Regions from separate parts of the Danio rerio genome. Here region 1 is linked to region 2. Evidence: chromatin contacts called from public Hi-C data. All regions are on one chromosome and are shown on one strand. The core of a region is the stretch at or near the end of the contact, and the rest is flanking DNA. Distances in the headings are between cores, read along the strand shown. Region 1 holds the start of mzt1 (mitotic spindle organizing protein 1). Region 2 holds the start of ubac2 (UBA domain containing 2).

Evidence for each region. Hi-C and Micro-C count contacts between places; a contact is called where the count stands out from the background.
Region 1: a Hi-C map of hematopoietic stem cells shows a contact between it and region 2, with 4 times the contacts expected there. The contact joins the promoter of mzt1 here to the promoter of ubac2 in region 2. A contact is called at or near these places in 7 of 18 Hi-C or Micro-C datasets (caudal fin, embryo, fibroblasts and 2 more) and 2 of 4 datasets of contacts at active chromatin or transcription factors (caudal fin and embryo).

Annotation. Positions count from the first base shown.
Region 1 is chr1:34,320,979-34,326,781 of GRCz12tu, forward strand. mzt1 (mitotic spindle organizing protein 1) reads right to left here and starts at 4,243. Exons shown (of 3, transcript NM_001302806.1): 1 at 3,957-4,243; 2 at 1,148-1,293. The coding sequence starts at 4,008. bora (bora aurora kinase A activator) reads left to right here and starts at 4,413. Exons shown (of 12, transcript NM_001007450.1): 1 at 4,413-4,493; 2 at 4,629-4,808. The coding sequence starts at 4,656.
Region 2 is chr1:34,169,716-34,175,749 of GRCz12tu, forward strand. It overlaps ubac2 (UBA domain containing 2), which reads right to left and starts at 1,351. Exons shown (of 9, transcript NM_001080561.2): 1 at 1,171-1,351. The coding sequence starts at 1,204.

The DNA.
Region 1 (5,803 bases), core at 2,993-5,492, 150 kb after region 2:
ACTTAAACTTACAGCACTTAAAAACTTGTCTCTTTTTTTATGCGATTAGTACTATATTTCTAGATTATGCAGGTGATAAAGAACAAAGTGCTTTGATCCTGTTATATTTTATTTAACTTATGTCAGTGTTGTTGTCATGTCAATTTTACAACAGTGTCTCAGGGGTGGCAAGATTTTCCGGTCCATCACCAACATTACATGGAGGATTTTAACCTCTCACCTCATCTATGTGGTAAAAAAGACCACAGTATAAAATGACCAGTATCAGTTTTTGAAAACAGATTTTTATTCAAATGTTGAGTTTTACCAAACATAATAATTATAAAATAGTAAATATTTACTTGTTTAATTTTAAAGTTATTGAATATTTATCAAGTCAACAGAACTGGTCCTGTGTTCTTTTGTATGGCCAAATATCTGCTTGCTGCATGGAGAATAGGTGATAATTGTAAGGAAAGTGACGCTATCAGTGCCATTAGCATATAAGTAGAGAGCTATGAGCTGAATGGTGTTGGAATTGTGCAACGTGTAAATAGTTACTTTAAAATATTTGAGTATGATTAGGGCTGATTTTCTTAAATATTATTTAGCTCGCAAATTGAATAGCATTTGTTTTTTAATTTAAAACACCAGCCAGGAAAGACATTTTTTATTATTCTATATACTCTGCAGATACAGACATGCACATGTCAAAGTTGTCATTTACTTCATCAAATTTTGTAAATATAGATTATACACGGCAATTATTCTAATTGTGTTTTGATTTGTGTTGCGTGTAGATATACAGGCCACTGTTATGGGCCTGCATAGGCAGTACACCCTGTAAAAAAACATTGGATCTTCATAGCTTTTGCTGCAACTTTCTGCTACTCCAGAGGCCCAGCATTGCAATATTATATTTTCCTGATACATTTTTTTTAAATGTAAAAACTAATTTATTTCATTACATTAGAGGCCTCCAATAACATCTAAAAGTGTATTTTTCTACGTTTGGGTCTTTCAGGGTAAACCAAACCCTTGCACTAAACATTTTTAACTACAATTTATAAGTATATGACCATATGCTATTTAGCATCTTCAAAACCATTAAAAGAGAGAGTGTGGAAAAAGAAGCAGAAAAATGATGGACTGCCATCAAAAAACCTACCTTTAGTGAGTCTGAGGCTCTTCTGAGTTCTTTGATAACTGATGACAGGGCTTCGGGATTGATCCCCTGCTCACAGAGACGGACACATATTGACAAAGACTCCATGTCCAATCCTGTATTCAGCAGCCTTGATATCTCCAGGAGAACTGAGAGTGAAAGAATGAAACAAATCATGTCAAACAACCTTGTATGTAAATGTATAAATAAATGTATTATGAAATAATTTGGTTAACGCAGTAAGTGTAGTTATTTCCCCCTTCTGAAAACAAAAAAACAAAACAGAAACATTACAGAAGTTCTAAAGGACTTCATTTTACCTTCAATTTAATTTAACCTCTTATGACAACATATTTGAATTGGTTTTAGTACGTTTTGAGACATAATCAACTAGAATGCCACCAATAAAATGCAACAAAGAAATTACCAATAGAGATATTATTATTAATTTACATTATTAACATTTTTATTCACACTTATGTTTCTTACGTTACTTATGTTTAGTTTGTGAGGATCTGTATCGCCATGTAATAAAATAACAAATTACAGACCCAAAGCTAAGAGGGGTTCGAGTGGTTCGAAATACCCACCCACACCGACAAAGTTCCAGAATTTGCCACACACATGAGCTCAATAGTCCAATTTTATCTGCTAAGCCATCAAAAATTGCAAACACATCCCATAAATAGCTTTAGGACAAAGCAGAATCTGACACAACTGTAAGTGAAATCATTTTTCACTACTGACCAACTGCACTGTTGTTAAATAGAGAAAACATTTTACAAAAAACTTTGATTCTAAATCTTGGACCTTAAGCAGCAAAGCTTTAGTTATACTAAAGTTAATACCTAGGCTATTCTTGTGATCCATGAATTTTCAAATGTACTTTTTTTTTTACATGGGAGGCTATAAAAATCATCAAGCTTTATTTATTTATCTTTTAATATACAGGGTTCATACACATTTTTACTACTAAAATTCCATGCCTTCTCCAGGACTTTTAAGTAAATTTTCATGACCTAATGTTTGCACTGCATATTGTAAAACAGTCAACAATCTATTTAGTTTAAATCTATTTTTATATCTATGTAAAATGTATTTATGTAATGCTTACACAGCACAAATAATGTGAAAGTAGGGCTAAACAATATATAGTTTGAGCATCTATATTGCATTATGTGTATCCACAATAGCCATATCACAAAATTAGACTGTTTATCAAAGATTAAAAAGTTATTATTTTTTAGGTTATTTATACAGTGATGTTATTTTACGTTTTATTGTATTTGATTACTTTTACACTCCTTAGAAAACCATAAAGCACTGTTTATTTTTGCTCTGTCTTGTTTGAATATGCTTGTAATTTATTATATTTTATGCTGATGCACTGCATTGAAAAAGATTTAATTATCCCAGCTGATCTATATGAATGAAATCTTTCTTTCCAAGTAGAGCTGTTCAGTGTTTTTGAAACTAATGAAGTCAGAATGCAATAATTCATTTTAATTATTTAGCCTGACATGTTTACTGTTTCAAAATACTTTAAATATTTCTCTAAATAAAAAAAAGTTGTTTAAAGGGGAAAAAGTTTTTGTTTTTTACTTAGACATTTAAAAAGAATATATATTTTAGTAATCACAATACAGTCATATTTATATACAAGGTTATCATACAGTACCATCAGAATCTAATACCAGTCTATTTCTAATCGCAGTAAAGTGAAATATCACAATGTAAGATTTTTCCAATATTGTGCAGCCCTATGTAAGAGCATGTTTTTGGCAGAAATGGACAGAAAAAGAGGTAAAGAAAACCAACTTATATTCAAGTTGATATTTGTTAGTTTTTTGTAATTCGATCAAATGTATGTGTTGCTCTGTGCAATAGTGGAATGTGCAGTATTGCAATGGGTTAGCTAGCTAGCAAGGTCAGCTGTGATCTTTTAAGTTGTAACAATAACAACATGAATGCTAGTAATATAATGTTAATTGGTCATATATTAATAGAAATTAAATGGATAAAATCACATTTTAATGGCAATACGTTTGATTAGAAATAAATACAGGGAACAGTGTATTAATGAGGACCACCATGTTCTATGGTAAGTGGAAGAAGAAATGGACAGATCTGGCTCTTCCTGCAGATGAAAGTGATGTTGAGATGGGTTTTAGTGACCGTGAGAATGATGCAGGTTGGACATTTGATAAGAACAGTGATGGAGACAGTTCAGGTAAGTTTGCTCGGAGGCATTTAAAACAGGCGTAGTATAGTATATAGTATATAATATATAAACAATGTTAGCTAGTAACTACATTGATACATCTAGATAGATTGTACTGGTATATTTATTATAATATTTACTTAAATGTTTAGAAAATATTTACCTTTACCGTGTTGTATACATTATAAAACAATATTATGTTTTAATAATATTCAGCAAAAAAGAATGGAATAAATAAAAGCTGTTGGAATATCAGTTGTTGAAAAGTATGCATAAGGTGTCATTTATAAGTTCTGTGTTAAAGCTTATAATACTGCAACACCAGTTAAATCATTTCAAAGAACAAAATTATTCATTAGAAGGAAAGTTCTACATTTAAATTTTCTAAGTTATGTCCACTGTTGGACGTCGATGCCATATGGCAACATTTCATAAAGTAACGTTACTTTAAAAAAGCATTTTTTTGAAGTGAATAACTGCAACAAGGTCCACCATATGAGAAAATAAAGAACCACCCCTTTCACCAGGCTGTCTACGGGCATGCATTATAATGACAGCATTTCATCATTCTACTGATGCATTTAATCTTACCATCCATGGTCTCGCGGACAGCGTTCATGTTTGCGCTTGCAGGACTAGCCATGATGCTATCGTTGCTAAAGCTATATGATTACTTAACAGCGCACTATCTTTCATTCAGACGACACTGATGCGTCTATCTCTGTAAACGTTAGTTGCTGGCGTTCTCTCACCATTCGCGAACTTACAACAAGGGTGAAAAATATAAAACGCATTCAACAACAAGCATGAACTAACTGTCAGCCGTTATATTTACACCTCCCGCTTGATGTTATGGTAATCCTGTCAATAAAGTTGCACACGTTCGAAAGGAAGTTACGTAGACACTGAAAGGGTGTCGTTCTTCTCACCTGATTGGCTGTTTTGCAAGTTTTGCTCGATTGTGATTGGCTTGCACCGCTTGATCAAAAATTAAATCAGACGTTGGAGCAATTCATATATCACAGTTACGTTTGTTTGAGTTTCGTTACGATGTAAGTATTTAATTAACTAACACATGGTTAACGTTTTCCCCTTCTTTTATAACGTTAAGACTGCTGATTACCAAAGGTAGAACATTGTATCATTGATCTTTTGTGTATGTATAACAAGATATATAACTAAGCAAACATGATGTTCATCGCTCTGATTTGTTGATACTTTAAATAATCTCCTCTTTTCCGTGTTTTACTCTCACACATTCAGCGTGCTCAGCTGGATGTCTTTTTAAAGATGGGAGACATCGCAAAGATTCATATAACTCCCGAGACTCCTGCTAGACCTACTATCCTGAACCCGTTTGAGAGCCCAAACGACTATCACCGTCTGCATGAGTCTGTGGTGCCCAGTCCGTCTGTCTTTAAAAGCTGTAAGAGCTCGTCAGCGGTGAGTAATTAACTGACTCTACTACATATGAGGAAAGAACTAAAGGGATAGCTCACCCTCCCAAAATGTCAATTTCATCACTATTATTTACTCTTAAGTGGTTCTCAACCATTATTAAATACTCTCTTCTGTTGAATACAAAACAAGATATTCTGAAGAATGTTGGGGGACGAAAACAGTGATTGATATTCATAGTAGACACTAAAAACATGATGGAAGTTCAATTCATGTTTTTTTCTATTTTTACAATGTAGAATGTTTCAAAGCTGCTTCTAGTAGATGGAAACTGTGTCAATCCAGAGTTGAAGTTCAGTTTAGTGTAGTTCAGTTTACTGTGATTTAAAATTCACTGCTAAAAGTACAAATACAGAAGAGCAAGTCCATTGATGTGCAGCTTCCCAAGTCCCAAACCTAGCAAGCCAGTTGTGAGGAACACTTTGGTCAGTTGTTAAAGTTTGAAGGAAAAAAAAAATCAGTCAATGGCTGTTTATTTCTGAACGTTCTTTTGTAAATTTCTCTTTGAGTTCAACAGGGGAAAATCACTCAAACAGGTTAAGGTTGAGTAAATGATGAGAGCAATTCCAGCATTACGGATGTGACATTTGCAGTAAAAACTTAAAGCATACACATAGAATGTACAGTTAAAGTCAGAATTATTAGCCCCCCTTTGAATTTTCTTTTTTTAAGTATCTCCCAAAGGATGATTAATGGAGCAAGGAAATTTTCACAGTATGTCTGATAATACTTTTCTTCTGAAGAAAGTCTTATTTGTTTTATTTTGGCTATAATAAAAGCAGTTTTTAATTGAAAAAAAAAAACATTTTAAGGACAAAATTATTCGCCTTTGTAAGCTATATATTTTTTACACTGTCTACAGAACAAATTATCAATACACAGTAACTTGCCTAATTATCCTAATCCGCCTAGTTAACCTAATTAACCTAGTTAAGCCTTTAAATGTCAATTTAAGCTGTATAAAACTGTCTTTCAAATAT
Region 2 (6,034 bases), core at 101-2,600:
CGGTCAGCTCACATGTGATTTTGCGGCCACGAATACGTCATATTCATGAAAACAGAAATGACATTTTTGGGTGAATTATACCTTATAAATACAGTATGTTACACTTTTAACGCCATTTGAAGGTGTCAAAGTTGCTGTGAAGACTTGTGCGACTGCCTTGCTTCTCTTCTGACCTTGAAAATATAATTGATGGAATCATAGAAAAGCTGAAATAAGATCATGTGTAGGGTCGAATCAAGATTGTGATCTTAGTTCAATTAATCGTGCAGCCCTAAATTGCATGCGTTTTCTTAAACTGCAGCATGTCAAACTCTCAGCCACCGTAAACATGTTTAATTATTTATCTTAAATAAAAGATTTAATTAATTATTTCAATCACATTTTCATTTTGTTAAATAAAACATAGATTGTTTTCAACAGTTTTCTCCAAAAACTCCCAAGGACTCCTAAAATTCTCACATGGCCCTATGAGATCCCCAGATCTGTTGCAGTGAATGTAACTTTGAAACCTACAAATTTAGTTATAAACTGGTAAAACTATAAAACCATAACAATTTTATTTTTGAAACAACATAGCATAATATAAAAATCTATGTGACTTCAATACGTTTATTAACTTTCAAACAGCAATGTTTTACTAAAGAAGGAACTTGTAAATGAACGGTTAACTTTCAAAGAGTCCCAGAGCATCACTTAAAATTATATATATATATATATATATATATATATATATATATATATATATATATATATATAGTAACATAACGGATTTAAACAGCATAAGGAAAAGTAAATGGTGTTTCAAAAGTTACATAAATAAGCAATATGCAGTACCAGTTTTTTTAATGGTGTTTATTTGAAATGTGGTCATCACAGTGGTTTTAAGCAGAGTTCTGTCTTTTTGTCAATCTCTTAAAATTAAATAGGTTATAATGAGATACATGATTGTGGCGTCGCAATTTCCCAGAAGAAGCTGATTTCTCTCCTAACACTTCCTGTCTAAATTCATAAGCCAAATCAAACTGACGTGATAGCCAGGATCATTTGTGAAGTGCAATAATAATCGGACGAAGGTTCATGATGACTGAGCTTAAAACTGAATGACTGACAGACAGACGGATCTGATCTGATCTGATCTTCTTGACATGATGGGTTTTGAACTGTACTTACATAATCCCCACGAACCGGTGGACGTGAACATCATGCCACTTACACGCGGAATATAACGTAACTAAGAAAACTATGGAAAAAGCGACTTAAAGGCACTGAATTTAAAATGTAAAAACATTACGAGTTATAAGGAAATCTTGCAACGAGAGAGGGAAAGAGGAAAGGGTATCGAGGATGGTGCCTCGCAAGAGACAAACTTCACCCGCGTCACTTCTACGAAATTAGCGTTTTCTTTTACAGCAATTAGCCACTAGAGGCCGTTACAGTGAATGCAAAGGGGTTACAGCTTGCATATACGTGTATAAGCCTCAAGCAGGCCGGGTGTTGACGATCTGTGCTACCTGCTTAGAATATGTTACCGGTAGCTTAATCTGTCATGTCTTATATACCAAAATAGCTTCAAATGTCTATCAGAAGGATCTATCTACCACATTAAATAAGGATGTAAAACAGGGGTAGCACATATTATCAGCTTCAAATATCTTTCGAAATTAACTTTATTGAACAATGTAGAAAAAGGTGTAGCAGCTTCAAATGTCTATTAGAATAAACTGTCTTATTTTTTTTCATTAGTTTTATATTTTATTTGTTTATTAGAGTGGTATAGTTCATTCCGATTGACTTTTGAAGCTGACAAAATGTGTTATCCCTGTTTTTCACCCTTCTTTAAGTTCATTCTGATAGACATTTGAAGCTGACGTGCTAACCCTGTTTTTTTTAGATGAAATATGACATATTGCACATTCTGATGAGGTAGCACAGATCGTCAGAACACCGGCCCTGTACATTTGGGGACCCTATAAGAGAATCCTTTTGAGGCCCTACCTTGCTCAAAATAGTGAAGTATTGCTATTGCAAACTGGCCCACAATAATTTTATTGCTTATTAAATACAATCAATGAAACAGAAAAGTAAAAACTGATTTCTTAAATCTGTTTGAATTATTTTTTAGACATTTTAAAACAACACTATTATTGTCAGCTACCAGCTTAAAATGAAGAATTAAATTATTTTTAAGCAAGCAGTGATTCCTTTGCGTCCTTTGCATTAAAACATATTCTATTAATTTAGCAAACTTCTATAAAGATCCTAGGTTGAGTTGTTTATTTTTTTTATAAATTCTAAAATCAAAATCCCTGTAACAAAATGACACTGAACAATATTTAGGCAAAAGTAATAATGCATTACTTATAATCATATAGTAATAAAGTATACAACCTGAACTCAAATTAGCATTATTGCAAAGATTGATTCATGAGCAAATAATATATAGTAAAAATGAATCTTACTGTAGATTTAAAATAATGTTGTTGGGGTGTTTTTCAATAGAAATCAATTTCCACTATAAAAAAAAAAACAGCAGCAATGAAATGAAATTATTATTATTATTATTATTATTATTATTATTATTATTATTATTATTATTATTATTATTATTATTATTGATGATTATAATAAAGTTTAATGTGTTTATAATTTATATTAGTCTATAAATGCAAATTGAACAATCATCTAACTTATATGATTAATAATGTATATTAAATCATTATCTTGACAAAAATAGGTCAAAATTAGATTGTTTTTGTATTACTTAGTTTGAATTTGACATTATTGTTATGTCTTAAGTGATTAGGTATCTAATAATTCTGACAATAATTCTGCCATAATTCTTTTGACAGCTTCTTTTACACGTTTAGTGCCTCAAAACATATAAACTATATATATATATATATATATATATATATATATATATATATATATATATATATATATATATATATATATATATATATATATATATATGTGTGTGTGTGTGTGTGTGTGTGTGTGTGTGTGTGTGTGTGTGTGTGTGTGTGTGTGTGTGTGTGTGTGTGTGTATATATATGTGTGTGTGTGTGTGTGTGTGTGTCTGTGTGTGTGTGTGTGTGTGTGTATATATATATACATATATATATATATATATGTGTGTGTGTGTGTGTGTGTGTATGTGTGTGTGTGTGTGTGTGTGTGTGTGTGTGTGTATAGTAGTTTTTTGTAGTTTTTGCAGACATATAAAACAAAGAACAGACAGACAAACCCATCATGACAACAATAATTTTTGCAAAATTTGAAATAAAGCATAACAAGGGAAACAATTAGAAACAAGGGAAAATGGCGACATGCAAGACATACAGTTAAAGTCAGAACATTAAACTTTCCAATTGTTTTTAACTTTTTAAAATATTTCTCAAATGATGTTTAACAGAGCAAGATAATTTTTACAGTTTGCCTGATAATATTTTTTCTTCAGGAGAAAGTCTGATTTGTTTTGTCTTGGCTAGAAAAAAATATGTTTTTTTATGTTTAAAACACCATTTTAAGGTTAAAATTATTAGCCCCTTTAAGATACATATTTTTTTCAATAGTCTGCAGAACAAACCATCATTAAACAATAACTTGCCTAATTACCCTAACCTGCCTAGTTAACCTAATTAACCTACTTTAGTTAAGCTTTTTAATGTCACTTTAGAAGTGCTTAGAAGTGTCTTGATATTATTTACTGTCATGATGAAAAAGACAAACATAAATCAGTTATTAGAAATGAGTTATTAAAACTATGTTTAGAAATGTCTTAAAAAAACCTCTCTCCATTAAACAGAAAATGGGGGGGAAATTAAACAGGGGGCTTATAATTCAGGGGGGTGAATAATTCTGACTTCAACTGTATGACCTACAAAAATACACTGCAATGTCAAAACCTTACAAATCTTCAAAAATTAAACAACATTCTAAGTTTTTATGGTGTTTTAGGGAGAAAAAAAGACAAGATCCCACATCTTATCAAATTTTGCAGAGTTCAGAATATCTAATTATTTCCAAATGTAAAGTGGAGGTGAGTCCAAGAAGCCAAATAGAAATAAAGAAGTCTAACATTTTTCTTCCAGAAACAATTTTTTTTTCTTTTTTTTTTTTTTTTGCTATATGATCATGCCATACTGAACAGGTAACCGTACATTTTGGTGGAGAGTCACCAAAAAAACTGACCAGCCAAAAATAGCTATCATTGAGTCAAAGAGTAAAACAAAATCGTAAACCGCGAAGAACTGAAATGTTTCTTACAAAAAAAAAAAAAAAAAATTAAAATCTGAACTTAAACACAAGACCAAAAAAGATGTGCTAAGGTACCCTGAGCAGCTTTACACTTGTCACATGTGGGGGAAATTGACGGATAGAATTTACTAAGCTTTGTTTTAGAATAGAATGTGCAGTCTGTGAAATACTTTGTACTGACTAAGGTTGTGTCTAGAATTTATAGAACATGAATAATCATAGATTAAAATACCTTTCTTCCCTTCCTAAATAACCTTTTAATAATATTTCTAATGTTTAATTAGTTTTATTTTATCTTATTATTGCTTTTTTATTTAATGATTGTAGATATTTTATACTATGCTATTTTTCATCTCGCATCAAAGGCTTTAATCTGCACTTTGGTTTTATAACCACGCGGTGGCAGCACATACAACTGGTTTGGATTGACAGCTGGAAGTATTGTTAGTAAACAGCTTAAGCTTATTATTATTATTATTATTATTATTATTATTATTATTATTATTATTATTATTATTATTATTGGGCTATACGATTAATCAAATACAGGTTTAATAAAGATTAAGTTTTCAAGCATGTGGACAGCATGGTGATATTTTTTATTTACTTGTATTGCAAAAACTTATAATAATAATGCAAGAAATAAAAGGCAGTATAGCTTTAACTAGTTTCCGGCGATGAAACAGGCCATTTGGCTTTTGATAAATGATCAGTGCTATCATCTGACTTCAATTTCACAAACAAGAGTTTTCTCTGCTGGAGAATTAATGGAAACAAGACATCTTTCATTTGAGCCGGTTTGAAAGCTCAGCTGCAAGTCAACGTCAAGCTGCTACATTAAGTAAAATACTTTTGTTTGTTCCCCACTGCTGGCTTTGAGATAAATTAGCCTGTTTGTGTAATGACCATCTGTTGGGTGTTTTAGACGTGTTGCGCAGGCTGGCGGCGGCGATGCTTATGGGGAGTTGCTGCTTTTCATAAGATAATCATGAAATGGGACACATGACTAATAGAGATGAAGGAAGACATCGGTTTCTGTGGCCCATGCAGCTACCGCCGAATGATGGAGGCTCCTGTGGTGCTGCAGTCTGAAAGTGTGAGAAATAGTTAACACTTTTAAAATATATATATATATATATATATATATATATATATATATATATATATATATATATATATATATATATATATATATATATATATATATAATTAAAAATACCACTATAAATGATGTGGGTCCTTATGCTTTAGCAAAGCAAAATACGTGTCCACCATAACAATGATAAAGTTTTTGTGTGCTATTTGGGTTCAGATGCAAAAAATTCTAAGCATCATCTGAATTTTTTTTTCTTAAAATTTGCATTTTTTTTTTTTTGTCTACTATGTTTATGTTCTGTTTGCTCACTTCAAAGGAAGAACCAATAACCTACTTTGCCATACAAGTGAGATTACCAAAAGCCTGAGAAAATTAATAATTTTAAAATAAAATTTCAGATGGCACTTAAGAGGTTTTTGCATCTGAACTCTTGATTTTAAACAACGGTACAGATTAACATAGGACACTCTTTCTGTCTAGGCTAGATTATAATTTTGGAAAGACATGCAGTTTTCCCAGTAAAAAGACAACAATTATTTTCATCCATACTGATACAATAGGAAACTGGTTGAAAAATAAAGTACAGCCCAATTTGTTTTTATAACTATTCTAAATTAAGCAGGTTTATAATGCAAGAACCTTCTAGTAAAAGTAAATTTCTTCTTGACCATGATCTCA